Regions from separate parts of the Mus musculus genome. Here region 2 is linked to region 1. A link is a contact called in public HiChIP or PLAC-seq data. All regions are on one chromosome and are shown on one strand. The core of a region is the stretch at or near the end of the contact, and the rest is flanking DNA. Distances in the headings are between cores, read along the strand shown.

The links. HiChIP or PLAC-seq counts read pairs in DNA pulled down with a chosen protein or histone mark.
Region 2: a contact with region 1 is called in an H3K4me3 HiChIP or PLAC-seq map of embryonic stem cells, with 25 read pairs. The contact joins the promoter of 3010001F23Rik here to the promoter of Kantr in region 1. A contact is called at or near these places in 1 of 39 promoter capture datasets (the 3T3-L1 cell line), 5 of 484 Hi-C or Micro-C datasets (the HL-1 cell line, LSK cells, macrophages and 2 more), 1 of 115 datasets of contacts at active chromatin or transcription factors (embryonic stem cells) and 3 of 9 other capture datasets (adipose tissue, liver and pancreatic islet).

Annotation. Positions count from the first base shown.
Region 1 is chrX:152,322,605-152,329,181 of GRCm38.p6, reverse strand. It overlaps Kantr (Kdm5c adjacent non-coding transcript), which reads left to right and starts at 1,689. Exons shown (of 3, transcript NR_040270.2): 1 at 1,689-1,772; 2 at 1,943-2,021.
Region 2 is chrX:152,363,757-152,370,260 of GRCm38.p6, reverse strand. 3010001F23Rik (RIKEN cDNA 3010001F23 gene) reads right to left here and starts at 1,689. Exons shown (of 4, transcript NR_045451.1): 1 at 1,567-1,689; 2 at 239-419. It overlaps Gpr173 (G-protein coupled receptor 173), which reads left to right and starts at 1,543. Exons shown (of 4, transcript NM_001359449.1): 1 at 1,543-2,210; 2 at 2,751-2,840; 3 at 2,992-3,140.

The DNA of each region.
Region 1 (6,577 bases), core at 440-2,939:
TAATAGGAATACAGCAAGTAAACAAAAGAAAATATGTCTCTGTCCTGTTGGAGCTACTAGATCAAGTTTAACTTTGTTTTGTTTTAGCACTTTATTGTAGAAAGACAGGGAGAAAGGAGAGAAGGTAGAAGGAGAGAGGAACCGGCCATGGCCACGTGGAGAGAGGGGGGAAGGGAAAGGGAAAAGGAGGGCTAGAGAGTAAGAAAGGGAAAAGCTTAAAGAGCCAATTTCAATTTCTGTGTCATTGATTTCTTTTGTGACCTAGAACTCTTCTCACAAAAAAAAAAAAATCCTTTAAAATTGGAAAAATCACATCTAGAATTTAGAAAGCCAACTATTGAAATATTAAAATAGAAAAATGTGCTAGAGTCATATATGTATTGCTCATCAATCCATTAAATCATAGGATGCTTTGGTTTAAAGACTACAATGATTATCGTGATTTTAGATTTATTTTACTTTTATTTATATGTGTATTTGTTCCTGTGCATGCACTCATGTGTGCTATGCAAAGGTGTCTTCATAGCAGATGAAGATATCTGGTACCCTGGAGGAGGAGTTACAGGCAACTGACATTCATGCTGGCAACTAACCTCCAGTCTTCTACCAGAGCAGCAAGCACTTGTAACCATGGAGTTATCTCTCCGGCTCCCTCTTATCATGATTTTAAAGCACTAATTATATATTTCAGAGATTACATATTTGAAAGAGCTGCAAATTTATACTGTGATGGACAAATCTCTCTGATTGCTACTGGTAACAGTCACCAATATTACGTCCTTTATTGAAAACATGCTAAATTTCCTAAACAGAGAGGGGAAACAAAGATGTAAATTCATTCCCATCCAAGTTATTCCTCTCTGCCCCAAGCTGCACCCACAGGCTCTCCTGGAGGATCTGTGCTACTCAAATTTAAGATTTGTTAATAGAATGGTCCTTCCTGTCTTCCCTTCCTTTAGAAGACAAGAGAGATGGATTTTATTCGAAATAATTGTTGCACAGTTTCAGACCACTAAGTTTGCCTCGTTGGAAGGCAGCTGTGCTCACCATCGTACTACCAATGCCTCATCGAGTCTGCCTCTTTAGGCCATAGCTTCTTTTATGTGAAGACTGACCACACCTAATTAAAAAATGAAATAAAATCTGTCGGGTATAAATGGCTCACACCTTTAGTCCCAGCACTCAGGAGGCAAAGGCAGGCCTGGTTTACAGGGCGAGTCAGCCAGGGCTACTAAGTAGGATCACCTTATTCTCCATGGATGGAATTAGGAACAATGCTTACAGGGAAAGCGAGAAACCTAGCTCAGAAACTCCTACAAGTGGGTGTGGAGCTATAGGAAACTGGAAGTACATTCGCAGTGTCTCTAAGCAAAACGGTGTAAAGGCAGTGTGGCTACAGAAAGAAAGAAGACATCACGAAAGTAATAATTCTATTCAGTGATTTGTGCTTAGCCTGGTTTAGGGTTTCCTGCGTTTTAACAAACAACCCCCGAAGGCCCAGTCCTCTAGACCTGCAAAAGGACTGAGCAGTAATCCTTTCCTGACCAGTGTTGTTAACGGAAGGGCTGGCACATAAGCCAATCACACCCTCGAGAGGGTGGAGTTTTCGTAGGTGCTTCCAATTCCAACCAATCTCAGGGAAGGCAGGAGGGCAATCCTCCAATGGGAGCTGAGGAGCCCGTGGTAAGTGGTGGAGCATCGCTATCCTGCCAGGGTTCGGTGGAGCATTGCGTGAAGCGTCTGCGTGTCTGCGAGATCTTGCTGTGGGCCAGGTATCCATTCTCCTGCGGCAGCTTAGACCCTACGGAGACTAGAGGTATCCCAAGAGAAGCAGTAAAGATGGGGTGGTGGGTTAGAAAACGGCGGGAGGGGAGAGAACGGCCCAGAACGCGTGTGGGGAGGGACCTGGCGCGCTTTTACCTGGGCGGCCTTTCGACTCTAGGTCCGTGGGTGGTGGAGGATCCTTTGCGTAGCAAAAAAAGAAGGCGAGTGCCCCTGCATCCTCTCCAGACGGTACCCAGGTGAGTATTACCCTCTTGAACCCACCACCCGTGCCCACCCTCTGGGAGCCTCCCAATCCCGGTCTCTGGGGAAAAGATTTCGTGCAGGTCTGCTGCTCACGTGATTGTTTGTGTTCTAGTCTTGACTCCATATCTGCCTCTACCCAACATTTTCTCTCTCTGAGACGTACTAAGATATCCCAGACTCAGGAGGCCTAATCCTTACCTGACCCCTTGAAACCAGCTATGAAATTTTAAACTATCCGTTTTATTCATTTGGGTCTTGGTTTCATCATCTGCCAAATGGGGGTCTGTCTCTACCTGAGCCAATGCGCATGCTTGGTCCCTAAAATTTTTTTCAATAAATAATTATGATTGTGATTGAAAGAATATTGATTCTCTTAGTCTCTGACTTTTTTTCACCCTTGTCTGTCTCTGACCCTCTCCCCACTGGACCTTTTTTTGAATGCTACTGTCCTCTCATTTTCCACACTGAACCTAACTCTTTCCTATCCCTAATGTGGTTGGAGGTACAATATATATAACAATGAGAGTGGCCCAAAGGTAGGGCACAAAACTGGAGCCTGGTCTTGAGCTACTTGTAAGTCTCATTGAGGAGTCTCTGTTTCTTGGCCTTCTCTGTTAAACAGGTAGAAACACCAAGGATGGGGAGAAATTTATATTAAGCTACTTTTCAGCCAGCTTTGATGGTGGTGCATGACTACATTCACAGCATTCAGGAGGATTGCCACAAGTTCAAGATCAGCCTCAGCTACATAATGAGTCCAAAGTAAACCTGGGTTACAATGTAAAACACTGTCTTGCCCCCCCCCAACCCCACCAAAACATTTTTATTTTGTTGGTTTTTTTTTCAAGAAAGGGTTTTGCTGTGTAACAGCCCTAGCTGTCTTAGAAATCACTCTGTAGCCCAGGATAGCCTTGAACTCACAGAGAACAGCTTGCCTTTGCCTTCTGAGTGCTGGGATTAAAGACATGCACCACCACCAGGGCTACAAAACAGTTTAATAGCCATTATGTAATGTTGGTCACCACAGATAGTCCAAGGATCTTCTAATTATATCCCCTTGTAGGCCTGAGCATCTTTTCTGTCCTTATCTAGGAGTTCTTCTAGATCAGACATTTTGAAACTCCCTGTCAAGTATCACAACTCTCTTCCCATTCCTATGCTAATTTTTCCATATTCTTGCTATACCTTTGTCATTCTGACAACTATAGACCCAATAGTCTATTTTAATAATGTGTAGTTTGCCTCCTTCACTATTTTTTAATGAAGAGCATAAAAAGTAGACTCTGCATACACAATCCTCCCACAGCTTATAATGACATTTTAATTGTAATATAATAGAGAAATTTTTTTGTTTGTTTTTCAAGGCAGGGTTTCTCTACGTACAGCACTGGTTGTTCTGGAACTCACTTTGTAAACCAGGCTGGCCTCAAACTCTGCCTCCTGAGTGTTGGGGCTGAAGAACAATGTATAATAAAACAGTATGCACTTCAATACGTAAATGCTTTGATATAACTTCACTAAAAGAAATAATTTTACACATTATTTCATGTATCTGACTTGTACATGTGACAGCTACATGTGTATTGATTGAGTGGTGACTCAGAAACCATATATAGGATATAGTTCCTTTTCCATAAATGATGAGTAATTCTTCATAAAGTTCTAAACAAAAGAACGTGTATGTATATGTCTCTTTGTTTGGTTGCTAGATTTCTAAAAAAGCGAGTATAAATGAATATCCTTGTTTAGTAACTCCTCTAGCCTTATGTCCTACCACTCTGCCCTCCTACTCCATTTCACCTATAATAGCCTCCTTAAGGTTATTTCAATGTATTAGGCCTTCCCCTCCCTTTCAAATAAATACTCTTCCCCAGATTATCCACAGATCTCATTCCCTCACTTCAGGTTTCTGTTGTCATTTTCTTGTTGAGATCTACCATGAAGATCCTGCTTAACAACTCCATTCTAGTCTGAACACTAACCCAACTTTATTAGTTCCCATTGCATTCCATCTTCTTACATCGTACAGTTAGTTATGTGTTGCTTAACAATGGGAATATAACCTGAGGAAAATATCATTATGTAATTTTGTCATTGCGCAAAAATATAGAGTGCTTACTCAAACTAAGACCTTTGTGACATCACAGAGGATACAATTTTATGGGATGAACGTCATTTAAGCAGGCCATTGTTGACCATAACTTCATTATATAGTGTATGGCTGTATGTTATTTACTTCTATTGTATTTGTAGTTTGTTGTCTAATTATCCACTCAATTGTAAGCTCTAGAAAAGGGGACGGGTTTTTGTCTTTTTCTTTTTTTACTTACTGATGGGTCTGTAGTACCTAAAACACTTCTTGGTACTTGACAGGCTTTCTTTAAATGTTGGTCACGTGGATAAATTAGAAATGAATAAGCAGACTTCTTTAAACTTAAATAATGGTTTGGTGAGCCAATCTAAAGTTGTATGGATGTGGTACAATTCTTTGCTATGTGGTGCTGTCTGGTGTACTGCAGAACGTTGGGCATCTACCAGAGATAGTAGATGCCCACTAATGGCACTAAGGCTCTCCAATAATCATGCCAGTTAGAAATCCCCACCCCACCCCGAAACACTCTTTGACTTGAGCAGTGATCTGGCTTTCCACTGAACACTCTTGCCCACCCTTGTAGCCTTCTAATACTCCACTGTGTGAGGGGTGGGAGTAGGTATCCTTGATTCTAATTGCCCTTTCCACGTATTTTCTTTCTTTTCTTTTTAACCCTGTTTTTGTTTTCTGATTACTTTCAGTGCTGGGGAGTGAACTCATGTTCTCTCACATGCTAGGCAAGCACTCCACCACTGAGCTATATCCAAACCCTGTTTTCAGAAAGTTTTTTTAGTTTTATTTTTTTAGATTTATTCATTTTTTCATATGTATGAGTATTCAGCCGTTATGTATGTACATGCACTGTATGTGTGCCTGGTGCAGAAAAAAGTCAGAAGAGAGCACCGGGCCTCTGGATCTGGGGTTATGGATAGTTGGGAGTCACCACATAGGTGCTGGGAATTGAACCTAGGTCCTCTGAAAGAGCAACAGGTGCTTTCAGCCTCTGAGCCATCTCTACAGCCCTATGTTTTCATTTTTTGTTTGTTTTGTTTTTCAAGATAAGGTTTCTCTGTGTAGTGCTGGCTGTTGTGAAACTCATTCTGTAGACCAGGCTAGCCTGAAACTCAGATCCACCTGCCTCTGCCTCTGCCTCCACCTGCCTCTGCCTCCCAAGGGCTGGGATTAAAGGTGTGCGCCACCACTGCCTGACTGTGTTTTCATATTTTTAAAAAGATATATTTATTTTTTATGTGTTTTGCTGACATGTGAATGCACTGCCCACAGAGGCCAGAAGAGGGCATAGTATTCTCTGGAACTGGAGTTACAGGTGGTTTGCAAGATCTCTCTCCAGCCTGAGTTTTCAGAATTTTTAAACTTTTTGGAAGAGTTTCAATATATACTTCAGTCAAAATACCCAAATTAGATAATTGTCATTCAGTCATGTTTCCTCATCTGGAACAGTTCTTTTAGTCTTTTTTTTGTATTTCTTTTTGTTTTTTAAGACAGAATCTCTCTACTTATCCCTGGTTGTCCTAGAACTCTCTATATAGACCAGGCTGGCCTCAAACTCACGAAGATTCACCTGCCTCTGTCTCCTGAGTGCTGGGATTAAAGGAATACCACCACTCTTAGATGAATTTGTTATTTTTCTAAGTATCCTGGCTAGTTATTTGATAGAATTCAGGTTTGTGTAAGTTTTGTTGTGATTATATTAGTTTTAAGGTCTGCATTTTAGGCATGCATACCAGAAGATATGTTACATGTTTGTTGTTATATCAGGAGAGACATGGTAACATTTTGTCCTAATATTTTGTTTGTTTGTTTGTTTGTTTGTTTGTTTTTGGCTGGGAGCCAGAACGGCCTGGAATGGTTTGAAGTAGGACACAGAATTGGACATATTTTTAAAAACTGATGGTGTCAGAGGTAGCTTTAAAGACTGGTGGTCTCTGGCCTTCGAGCTCTCTAGCTATAATGAATGCTTGCTGATAACTTCTAAAATGTCCTACTAAAAAATTTCTTGCTTATTCTGTGGTTAAAAACCACTGGCTTGGGCAATTAACACCTGTTGCCTAGCAGCGGGTACATTTCTCCTTTTTTCTGTCCAGGCAGCCAGAAGCCTCTCTTGCTAGGCTGGTTAACTCTTTGTGAACCAGAGAGGAAGGAAAAAAAAAGAACTAAGATGTGTTATACAGGCAGATATGGACACAGAAACATATACATTCATACATACATTTAGATTCTCATTCACATTCTCATTTGCACATTAACACATTCACATTTTTGTTGGGCCCAACCACCCGTCTCATATATTCCACAAGTATTTATACATGCTTACATACATATACACATATATCTACAAATGTATGTACAGAGAAACAGGCATATACATTGGATGGATGGATGGGTGGGTGGATGGGTGGGGCATACTCCCCCCCAAGCCAAACCATCCAACCAACA
Region 2 (6,504 bases), core at 440-2,939, 41 kb before region 1:
TGTGTGTAAATTTAAAGCTACAAAATTGTCCTGCCACATAGCCTTAGACACATTTCACAAGATTTCAGGTAAAGATTTCCATTCTAGATCAACCCAAAGTCCTTTCTAATTTCCACTTCGAATTTATGTTCAGTCCATAGGGTTTTATCCCTTTCCAAAGCATCGTGCCCAAATTTAGAGATTATAAAAATAACCATCTAAAGATTTTCTAAAAATGTTTCACACCTCTCCCACCTACCAGATTTATATTTCCAGAGAGCAGGCCTGGGGATCTAGATTTCACAGGTACCAGAGGGATCCAGAGGCAGGTGCATGACTTCCTGGCCCACAGGTTGGTAGCAGATCATGGTTTTCATAAGGGCAGGCAGCAAGTCTGATTTACCCAACTCAGCTGAGTCCAGCACTGGACCTACATAAAGCTAGTTAATGAATGAACCAACAAGTGGGGTAAGAAAACAAATAAAATACAAGTTTTATATCAAGAGAACTGGAATTGTTGACTGCTACAAATTAGAGGAACCACCACAGCATCATTTGGTCCCTATTTAAACCAATTCAAAACAGAACTGTATTCCCTGGTCTTCCCATGTCTGTTTCCCAGGCATTCTTCTCATCTTTTGCTTCATGCTGTCCTGGAACACAGCCTTAAGTATGTGTTCATGCTTGCCTCCTGGCCCAGAGAAAGTAGATTTATCATTGTGGGTATCCTCACAGGGGCTCCGAGTTGGGTGTCTGACTCCTCCTCCACCTCTCTCCAAGCCAACTTCCAGAGCCTACCCATAAAACCCCATCCTAAATAAGGCTATCTACCTTATCTTCCAAACCTTCCATACCAAACCTAAGAAATTTCCCCTGAATCTTTGTCCAAAACCGGACCCCAGACCTTTACAAGCTCTGCCCTCATTGCACGAGTATCCTAAGCAAGTTGCTATCTCAGCAACCTCTTGGCTACTTCCCCTCACCTCCACACAGGCCTCTCTCAAGTCAGAAAGGCCTGAGCCTGATTTTGTCAGTCAGCTATTGTCCTGGCAAGAACAACCACCACACCACACCAAGCATCCCCATTCAGTAAGCCAGGCAGCCAAGTTCTCCCGGTCTCGCCAGCCCCCTCCCCCAACCCCAGCCGCCCCGCCCCAGGGAGGACCTTGCTGGTGGCTGGGAGTCTCCCGGCTGCTCAGCCTCCCTTCTTCCCTCCCTTGCTCTCCCTCCTTCCCTCCCTCCTCCACCCGCCCCTCGGGCAGGGACTGTGCAAATCGAGGAGAGGGGAGGACCAACAGGCTACACAGGGTCTAGCTAAGGGGCCAGGACTCCTCACTGAGACCCTATCCAAGCTAGGTGTTTCCCGCATCACGGAATCTGGATTTGTGTGAAGCGGGGTGATTCCCGGGCCAGGAATTCCTTCCAGCAGGTCCACTGTACCTTCGTCTCGCTTCAGGACCCCCCTTGGATGCTCTGAGCCACCCTTCTCAACCCGGATCTAAAACCTGGGACACGGCTATCAGGCCAGCCTCTCTCTCCCTCCACCCCTCCCCCTCTTTCTGGCGTCCATCCCCTCCCCAACACCACCTCTGCTACTGCCTCTGGCTGTGGACCTGCACCTCTTCTCCATCCTCGCCAGGCCCGGAGAGTGGGGTTAGCCTGGATGAGAGTGTGCCCCTAACCTGGGGCCCTCCCAAGCCATGGCTCCTGTGTTCCCAGGGAGGAGTCCAGGACCCTGAGCATCTGCTAGAAGCTTGGCAGAGGCCCCGCTGGGACCGTGTCTTCTGAGGACAAAAGGCTGCGGCCAGCAGGCAGACTGGGTGGGGGGTGGGGGGGAACCGGTAGCTAGGCAGGCAGAACAGTAGCGGAGCCAACACTGGCCCCCTCCCAGACCGGCGGTGGCATGAAGATGGGGGTGGGAGTGTGTAGTGGGAGAAGCACCTACCAGGACCCCCATCTGCCCGCTACTTGGGCACCCCAAAGCTGTGTGCTGCCCACCTGGTGTTCCCCAACATCTCCAGCTCTACCAAGTGCACCCCTCTGGCACCTGCTTCCCTTGCTGCCAGTGATTTAGATCAACCAGGCTGTATCCACGGCAACAGAAGCAGGAGTGTCACTGGCTGCCAGATCAGTGAGGGTCCCACAATGTGGCCTGGGCTGTGGTTTATCCTGGATGAGACAGAGTGAGTCTCCTTCCTGAATTCCAAGACAGTCCTGCTAAGAGAACCCAGGTAAGTAGTCAGCATTCTTCCATAAAGGAGCTAGGGGAGGAGGGGGGCTGGGACTTCTCTGTCTCTCCATATATTTCAGTCTCTATCACTGTCATGCTTCCTGTCTCTCTGTTAGTCTCTCTGCTTCATCACTGAGTATGACAACACTCAAACCCCAAGACTGCTTATCTTTCCCCATCTTCTTTAATCCTGAATGTCCCATAAGAAAGGGAACCACCACCTGTTTCTCCACCCCCAACCCCTTACAGGGTCTGCTTCTATCATTATAGTCACGTTTAGACACAAGACCATTCCTTGTGTGCTAGCTGTGGAAGGGGTACCTGGGAGCTCATTGAGCCTTGTTCTCACAATGCCTGCAGCTTCCTTTTCTCCTTCTCCAGGTTCCTTAGGTTGTTTGCAGAATTGTGATCTGTATGTGTGTGTGTCTGTGTGTCTGTAAGAGAGACAGAGAACCTGGGCACCAAGCAGGTGGGTAGATATGACAAGGAGGCTGCTCCTAGTGCAGACCACCCCTCATTCCTTCCTTTATTCTTTTCCCAGTCTCTACCTACAGGTAACATACCTTTGCTCACTCACCCTGGAAGATGTGTCCCAGCTAGTGGGAGGAAGCTGCTATAGGAATAGAGGAAGGTAAGGTGGGGGTAGGGAGCACATTCAGGTCCTGGGCTCTGAGAGCGCTTGAACCAATCCCCATGACAATATACAGGGGACAGGAATAACGTAGTGGTCCCCACACTGTGGGCCCTGGCTTCTATCACATGGCTCTCTGTTTCTGTTTCAGATACCCATATTGTGTTTGGGACCTCCAGATCTATGACACAGTAAGCCAGAGGTCCCTGTATCTGGAGGTGCAGGAAAACCTGGTATATGGAGAACATGGATTCTACTAGGGACACGGCTCCTAACTACTAGTTCGCAACTTTAGTGGAGGCATGTCACTTGTTGAACCTTGATTTTCCCCATTTGTCAAAGAGACTGGTAACCCTTTCTTCATGGATGTGTGCAGGGATTAAATAAATTGGTGCATGCAAACAATTATCTGTGTTTATAGGATGGTGCTGAGCAGTGTCAGGGTCAATATTATTGCTGATTGTTCATGATTAGTATTGCTACAGATCAGGAAAAGGATTAGTGCCTTTTCTTTAGGGTCTTAGCAGAGATCTAGGGAAGCCAGCAGATGGGAAGGTGGAAGGTGGCAAGTAGAGGGAAGCAGAACAGCTTTGTGCTATTACTTCTAATTTGTAAAGAGTGATAGATAGTCGGGGGCAGTCATCCCTACCCTACTCGGGGTTCTTTCCATGCACTTACCCTTATTTGTGTACACACACACACACACACACACACACACACACACACACACACACACACCAGACTGAGAACCAGCAGAAGCCTGGCTTGCAGCCTGCAGAATTCCTGGCCCTGGTATGTGTCCCTCTGTTGAGGGGAAATTAGCAAGAGTTTGGCTTATGGTCAGTGGTTGGCAGGGACTGGAGACAAGGCTGAAGCTTTTGAGATTATAGGGCTTTGAGTGAGCTGGGGTGTGGTCCATGCAGTAGCCAGACCTGTAGCAGAGTTTGCCCATCTAGACCCTGGCTTGAGGAGAATAGGGTTTCCTAACTGGTTTCTAGGTATGGATATGTGGTAGAATCCCAAGGGGTTGGGAATCAGCAGAGGAGCCAAAAGAGAGGAGAGATTGAAAATAGATTTCTTCTGAGGAACAGGGAGGGCCTGGGACCTTTAGACATGAGTACACTTTCCTGAAGAAGCATTTGAAGTGGAAAGGAGAGGAACTAGCCTGTTGCCCAGAGGCATCTCGACCTGAAACTTATCGTGTGTGTGTGTGTGTGTGTGTGTGTGTGTGTGTGTGTGTGTGTGTGTGTGTGTGTTTGTGTGTGTGTGTGATATATAAATGACTGCATTTGTAGTCTGTGTATACATGTCTCATCACTGCACTGTATGTGTATATCATCATATACACTGTAGGTGTATATGAGTTTATGTGTGTGTGAACAGGTTATATGATAGCATATGGGATTATGTGGGTGTCTGAATAGATTTGTGTCTGTACTAGAGGGCATGGTTTTGCATGCCTGTCTGGGTGAACAAATGGTCATGTTTGATTCTGACCCAAGTATTGGCGTGTTTCTCTGAGCCTGTATTAGGCCTATTGAGTGAGTGTGTATTTGAGTGAGTGTGTGTGTGTCTGTGTGTGTTACACATCCAATTAAATGAATGCCTAGTTGGATCTGATTGTGTATATTCCTGTTTTTCCATGTGTGCCTTTCAGTGTCTGTCCATCCAAATGATTTGTTTATAAAAATAGATATATGTGTCCCATGCATATAAGAAAGTATGTGTGTGTGAACATGCTACATGTGTTGTAGGCGTGTCTCTCATATATTTGTGTGAGCAGGCCTATGTGTAAAAGTCTGTATAGATTCTTCAGCATTTTTCATTATGTCTATGCCTGCATATGCATGCTTGAGTGTCCACTGTCTCTAAACAAGCCTATGTGTTCATATCTATTTAAAGAAATGTAAGTATAAATAGACACACTGGAATAAGAACTGGAATAAGTAAGAGAAGAGTATATGAATGAAAAATATTTTATGTGTGCACAGACTGTGGTGTTCACAGCAGTGTGTATTATATTAGTCACAAGGCTGTGTGCATAGGTGAATGGGTACATTTTTATGATGTCTAGTTTGGTGTAAGTGCATTATCTGATTATCGTATGCATGAGTGTTACAGGATACTTGGGTGCATGCGTCTCAGTATGTGTTTTATTTGAATTTTTAGTGTGACTGTGTTTGAATATGTCTTGAGTGACTGTGCACATATATGCTAATATTTGTTAATACCTGACTGTGCGTATATTCAAGTGAACATATCTGTACATAGGCACGTGTTGTCAAACACAGTTAAGGTATATTTTTTAATAAGCTTGTGTGTATGCCCGTCTGAATACACAAATGTGTGAAGTACCAGTTTGCACAGTTTTTATTTGCATTTGTATGTTTGTATTTATCTTTGTTTGGTCTAAAGCATATATTATAGAATGATGTATATAAATCTATGTGCATGCTACTCTTAGTTCACAAGTACATTTATGTGTGTGTGTGTGCATTTATTTAAGATGTCTTTGCATGTCTGTATGTGATAAGTGGATCAAATTTTCCTATACAGATCAACAAGTGCGCGTGCAAGAATACATGAGTGTACTTCTCTATATATGCATGTGTTGAAATATGCCCTTATGTTCTATTCCAATGTACATATAAGTTACTTTTCTTTCATTTATGTGGCTTCTCAGAATGGGTGTGTGGACATAACCGTGTATATATACTTGACTGTGATAGTGTGCTTTGTGAATATCTGTGTTTCCATATTTAATTGTATTCCCATAAGAATGAATTAATGTATATACAATTCTATAAGCATGTGAATATGCTATGTGTTTATATGACCAGTTGTGTATATAAGTCTATATGTTAGAATATCTGCATATGTATACTTCATCTCATTTACAAACATTTGCATATCTGGATATGAATATGTGTGAGCACACCTATACAGATATGTATGTGTGTATGTATGTGTGCGTGTGCGCGCACATGTGCGTGTGTGTGTGTGTGTGTGTGTGTGTGTGTGTGTGTGTGTGTGCATACACTTCTGTGGTTATGTTTGAGGGTATATGTGTACACATTTGTGAGTTCCCTCTTTTGTACCCATGTTTCTTTATCATCTCTTTAGATACGATACATATATTTTTACATATCTCTGTAGATATGTAAAAATACTTTTACATACCTGTGTCCCCACTTGTGTTTGTGAGTGAAGAAATGCATGTCATTCATGAGTATATCATGTGAATATAGCCTATTTTAAAGAGTAAATGGATATACTTGTGACTAAGTCCAATGAAAATGTGCCTGTGTGTGGATAAATAAAAGTATTTGTGCATCTGCCTGTCTGATATGAGATTTGGCCTTGATTTTGTGCAGACTGACCTCTACACAAACTTCTTACTCACATGCACCCAGCTTTCATCTCGTCCACACCATATGCATGCACCCACTCTACACTGTAGTCTCCACATGCTCACCAATGACCACTGGGGGCCGTGATAAAACTTTGACACAAAAATCTTCCTTCCTTTCTCACCACTGGCAAAGGCACAGGGCAGGAGGGCATCATAATAGTGCCTAGGGTTAGTAAGAGCTTTGGTTGGAGTGTGTGTGTGTGTGTGTGTGTGTGACAAAGTGACAGACAATATGAGAAAGTAGGAATGTAC